Linked DNA regions of Xenopus laevis: region 1 is linked to region 2. The links are chromatin contacts, called in public Hi-C maps. All regions are on one chromosome and are shown on one strand. Each heading gives the region's core, a stretch centred on a gene start, on an enhancer-like site or on the middle of the called end of the contact. The rest is flanking DNA. Distances are from core to core; before and after follow the strand shown. Region 1 overlaps LOC108713920 (a long non-coding RNA gene). Region 2 holds the start of ahnak.L (neuroblast differentiation-associated protein AHNAK).

What was found. A called contact is a pair of places that touch in the nucleus more often than the background predicts.
Region 1: a contact with region 2 is called in a Hi-C map of the XL177 cell line, with 4 times the contacts expected there. The contact joins the enhancer-like site here to the promoter of ahnak.L in region 2. A contact is called at or near these places in 3 of 4 Hi-C or Micro-C datasets (the XL177 cell line, the XTC cell line and animal cap).

Annotation. Positions count from the first base shown.
Region 1 is chr4L:27,899,271-27,902,055 of Xenopus_laevis_v10.1, forward strand. All of the region lies in intron 3 of LOC108713920 (a long non-coding RNA gene), which reads left to right. Among protein-coding and RNA genes, the nearest start is that of eef1g.L, 29 kb to the right of the region's middle. Within about 2 kb of position 1,386, at least 4 of the 7 cell types and tissues checked have an H3K27ac peak or open chromatin away from gene starts, as enhancers often do.
Region 2 is chr4L:27,822,666-27,825,691 of Xenopus_laevis_v10.1, forward strand. ahnak.L (neuroblast differentiation-associated protein AHNAK) reads right to left here and starts at 1,600. Exons shown (of 6, transcript XM_041590012.1): 1 at 1,448-1,600.

The DNA.
Region 1 (2,785 bases), core at 136-2,635, 76 kb after region 2:
CACTATAGAATTATCAGTGATAGGACTTTGCAAATCAAACACTTTTCCAAATATAATAATTTATAATTAAATATAATTGATTAGCCATGGTTGTATTTCGGTCTGGTATTGTCCTAGGCACAGGACCTCAGCTGAAAGAGAAAAAGGTACCCTTCTTCTCTGCTACACTACCATATTTAGCAACAAGTATTTTGCGGTGGTAAATTTTGCACTGGGGAGTCTGGGGCTGCTCCTCACCCCAAGTTGCAGCCTCTCCTTCAGCAATATGAAACCAAACATGTCCTTAAAGGTGAACTCCACCCAAAAACTGTTTGTTTTCAGCTACAAAGAAAACACAATTATAAGCAACTTTCCAATACGTTAGTTAAACATTTTTGGTGCCTTTTTTCAGTTGTTTGTAAATGTGATGGCTATTTAGAACAATATCTGTCTGTCTGTTTAGATTCTTGGTTCTGACTCCTGATCAGTGCAGCAGAAACCAGCTGATTATCAGACCTGGAGCAGCATTGTTTCAAGCGTCACAGCAAGAGAAGAAAGAAAGGGATAAACAAATACTGCTTTCAATTGCAAATCAACAACTTCAAACCCATTGACATTTTGTAATGTTTTGAATGTAAATTGGAAAGTTTCTTAGAATGACATTTTCTTTAATTATGCAGGTATTGGGTGGAGTTCCCCTTTAAAGTATTTTAAAGACTATGTACTTATTACTTATTATGTAGTAGAGATAGGCATCAGCTATGGCGGAATTGCAACTTCCACCATCACATCATGCTGTTGCTTCTTCTTTGCAACACAGCAGAGCATGCAAACTATTCCAATACTGCAAAATATGACTCCATTCCACAGAACTTGCAGTCTAGCCTTTGGCTCCTGAGACACAGGGAGTAGATGAGACTTGTCCTACAGGTTAACTCATTCACTGAAGTCAGGTTTTCTTGAATGGGAATCCAGTGCCATAGTTGCTGACCAATTTACTGAGCCACGCCTTCTCCCTAATGCCTTGTACTGTTCACAAATTGCAGTAAATACCATAAACCACTCCGGTAAATATAGTTCTTTAACTGAATTAGGCTAATGTTTCCATGACATTAATGTGAACACAATAACATATCCAATGAGCCTGAAGCCCTGAGGGCACGTAGGTTGTTGAAATAAGAAGTTATATGTGAGCGCCACCTATGTACAATATGGCAACTGTCAGTTCTATGCACACAGCACCTTTAGCAGTTTTGCCACTCCTAAAGGGAAAACATCAGTTTTTCAAGCCACCATGACAGATTCCTTAAAGTTTAAAGGGGATGTTAATCCAAAAAGAAAACTGTTATTCTGAGCAACATTTATCAGCGATACATTTTATTGCAATTGAAAGCTGTATCTATCTGTCCCTTCCTGCATTGCTGAAAATGTTTTTCGGAACAATGTAGCAGAAGTCAGCCTTGTATTGTTTCAACAACAATACTATATGACTTTATCTGATCAGATTGACATAACAGCATGTAGGATCAGATATGATACATCCCACCAAATCTTGTGCTGTTTCATGACAAGATCCTGTGGGACAGATAAGGTCTGGCTCACAAAATCTCATACAAATCTGCCTTCCAGTTCTTTGATTAAATAAATAACAATCACCCAGCGATCTTTACTCATTGTAGTTGTTCTGGGTCTGTAGATATTCAGTTGGACAGATGAGGCAGGTAGGTGAAAGAAGGTGAGCCCAGGAGAATGTTGGGGAAGTGAATCCTCAGGAAGGAATGCCAAACTTCTGCAGAATGTTCCTTTCTCATTCCAACCTGCAGGCAGAGGGGGAAGGGGCAGGAGATAAAAGGACTGTGTTTTCAGCTCCATGGCTTGCACATTAAGGTTAACTGATATAGTGCTTTGTGTGTAAGTGTGTGTGCCTGCTGTAGTGGAATGATACAAAATACCAGAGGAAGAAGGTGGGGTAGAACTTGGCATTCCACCTCATGTGTGAAACAAATACAGAGATTTTGAGCTGCTACTTTGTAGCTGCCTAGATATTGGTTTCATTGTCCTCAGTGGAGTAAGTAGTCTATATAAATCTGTAAGGGCAAGGACACAAGCAGGCCTGGACTGGGATTCAAAAAAGACTCTGACATTTCAAGTACACAGAGACTCAAACAGCCTCCCTCTAGAGCCATTATGCTTCCTGCCCTGAGGGGGGGACTGGAGGTATACGGGTCCCATGAGGCCCTTATTCATATACAATTTCAATAAAAATTGTAAAGCAAGTCAACCTTTAGACATTTTGGGGGCCCGAAAATTAATTTGCTGTTGGGCCTCGTAATATCTAGTTATGCCACTGATTTAGGTACAAGGTATTAGACCCTCCAACAAAATCTTCTTATTATCCCCTACCCTATGATCTGTTTTTGATGTATTTTAACCTGTGTGTAAATTGGGTTGTCTACATACCTGGACTTTCCAGCAGCCACAAGATCTGGCAACAACTAGTTTCTCAAAAAGCTTAAATGAAATCTTTAGGATTATTTGAGACACATCTGGGCGTGGTTGGGCATAACTCTGCATGATCTGGATAAGTAGACAAGGCTCAAAAGGAAGGAAAATATATGGGAAATAAAGTGGGATGTGATTACTGACAAAGGAAGTGCACAAAATGCATCTATCATTGATGGGATTTCTGAATTTTCCTCTAGGCTCATACTGGTCGGTATTTTGCCCTGCGTTCTGCCACAGGGTAGTGCAGAATGAAACGCAGCCTGTATTTCCCTATAGTGCTACGTTCAAGCACAGGAAACCT
Region 2 (3,026 bases), core at 350-2,849:
CAGACTGTTTCTCCTAAACAAGTTTGTCAAGTATCTGATCCCAACAAAGCAATTTTTAAGCCCCAAGATCAAGGTGTGGAATTTCCATACAATGTCTATGTGGTCATTCCTGCAAGTCTGACCCATGGGTTGCACACCATATGCCTATAGATCAGGGAACAAAATCTATTGCTCCTTACCAAACAATTCAAGAACTACTGAAAATGTAGTAAAGTTTGGGGGTTTGTTAAATAGCCACCAAAATTCTCTATCTTCTTGTCACTACTTCTGATGTTATCAATTGGCAAGGGTCCTGACTGAATCACACGCAGCAGTGCCTAGACAGACCTCCTCCTGCTACGCAGGTAGCACATGAGCATCTAGAGTAGTACTGCAGATAATAGCTGTAAGTAGGGTTGCCACCTGGCCGGTAAAAATTATGGCTGATCCCAATTTTATTAATAGGGAAAAAAGTTAAATATATAGGAAGGCCGGTCATTTTTTTTCCAGAAACCCTAGCTGTAAGGAGGGGACAGCCCTTATAATAGGACAATTATAACAAAACTTCCTTGCCCAAGTTGCTTTACAACTCCCACCGACCCCCAAGACGAGAATTGTCTGGGGTGATGGACGTTGTATACAGTTCAACAACAGCCATAGGTTGGACAAAGTTTCTCCTTCACCGAGGGTCTCTCTCCCTCCCGATGCTGTTTATCCTCCCCACCCTAGTTCTCTATTGCCTCCTCCTTCCTCCACTCCCAAAATCTCCAGCAGGGGAGGGTGTGGTGCCCTGAAACTCAGACCTGTGTTGTAACAGTCAGGGAAATCCATCCAAAGCAAACATTACCAATAAAGCAAAAAGGGAGAGTCTGCCTGCACACAGCGCTGCTGGGAGTATTCATGCCATAACTTTACCAGCATGACTCCCAGCAGTATTGTTGGTAGGCACATAACTCTGAGCTGAGGGACAATGCAATTGAACAATAAAAGCAGGTAGAGTCCACAGAGCAAACAGTCTGAAGGAACGCAATATACTGCAGCACACACAGACCAGCAAGCCATAAACTACAATAAATGATTTACATATAGACAATATGCACAGAATATAGAAATAAAAGTAGATCCAATAGGGAACTCTCTACAGGGAGAGGCAATATGATGGGTACGTCCCAAAGCAGTTTAAAAAGAAGTCTCTCAGTGCAACTATTACTTTCCTCCCAAAATGCTGCACTATAAACAATGTTACATCAGTAATAAAACGATTTCACAAGTAGCAAAAAAAAAGTCGCCCCCCCGATAAAATTGTTCCCGACCATCCACACCCACGGGATGCAGAAAGTATACACATACACAAGGAAAGTTCTACGCGTCCCAAACTCTGGGGTCACATCCTGAGATAATTGCGCCTTCAGTAGGAGACAAAGCAACAGCACATGATATAGACTGGGTATAGGAAATGGGTTATTACCTGGGTCTCTTGAGCTGGCGCTACATGTGCAGGAGCCAGTGGCTCTGTTCTGCCTGGGATAGCAGAGCTAAGTGATCAGCTCAGGCAGGGCAGGGCTCCTATACAGGCAGAGCTAACCCTACTGGGTGTGTCCGTCTCCCAATCCTGGAGAGGAGGTTGAGCCTGCCCTGCCCCGGGCTAGGCGTGTGCTGCTGCTGCTGTTGCTCTCAGTGCGATGTGTCCATGGACGCACTTATTTCTACACAGGGCCCCATGTGCGCACATATTTGTATCCCTGGGGCCCGAGCTTGTGCACTCATCTACCTGTGCTGCTTCCCACAATTCTGCGTTAATACGATGGGAAATATGCAGGGCCACCATCAGAATAAGCAGGGCGTATGAGAATTTTTTCTTACAAGTTAAAAGAAGCCATTGGTGGCCATTGCCCCCCTAGAAGTTGAAAACCCCAATTGGTGGCCCCTACAAGTAAAAACCCCATAGATGGCCAGCTCCCCCCAGTTTAAAAAAAAATTGGTGGCCAGGGCCCTACAAAAGAAAATCGAATCCAATATCGGTCAATGTGCGAGGCAGAAACAGCGCAAAAGTGCAAAATCACTGATGGAATTATCCTGTCAGACACCACGTGAGACCAGGATAATGCGTTTTCACGCTTAGGCAATGGCGCCCATGGTTTAGCACTAGGGATGCACCAAATCCAGGATTTGGTTCGGGATTCGGCCCTTTTCAGCAGGATTCGGATTCGGCCGAATCCTTCTGCCCGGCTGAACCAAATCCTAATTTACATATGCAAATTAGGGGTGGGGAAGGAAATTGCGTTACTTTTTTGTCACAAAACAAGGAAGTAAAAAATGTTTTCCCCTTCCCACCCCTAATTTGCATATGGAAATTAGGGTTTGGTTCGGTATTCGGCCAAATCCTTCGCCGAGGATTCAGGGGTTTGGCCGAATCCAAAATAGTGGTTTCAGTGCATCCCTATTTAGCACAGTGATCCCCAACCAGTAGCTCATGAGCAACATGTTGCTTTCCAACCCATGGATGTTGCTCTCGGTGTCCTCAAAACAGGTGCTTATTTTTGAATTCCAAGCTTGGAAAAGCAAGTTTTAATTGCATAAAAACTAAGTATAGTGCCAAGTAGAGTCTCCTGTAGGCTGCCAGTCTACATAGGGGCTACCAAATAACCAATTACAGACCTTATTTGGCACCCCAAGGGATTTTTTCATGCTTGTGTTGCTCCCCAACTCTTTTTATAATTTTTACAAAGGTTGGGGACGCCTGGTTTAGCATATTTATGCGGCAGTCGGTCTTTTTAAAAACCCCACCGTAAAAACGCACGTGTCCATGTCCTTAGAACTTGTCTCTTTATGGACATTATGGTGGGTGCAGTTTGGCAGCTACACTTACTAAAAGTTCATGGGCCTTACAGCAGAATCATTTCAGATAGTCCCAGAGCGCGACTTCTGGGTTCCCTTTATAGACCGCCCCACTGATGATGTCACAAAAGGGGGGGGGGTGAGCAGGCTGGGCATCTATAAAAGAAGAAGGGGCGGGGAGAGCAGGAGAAGAGCTCAACCTGCACCCG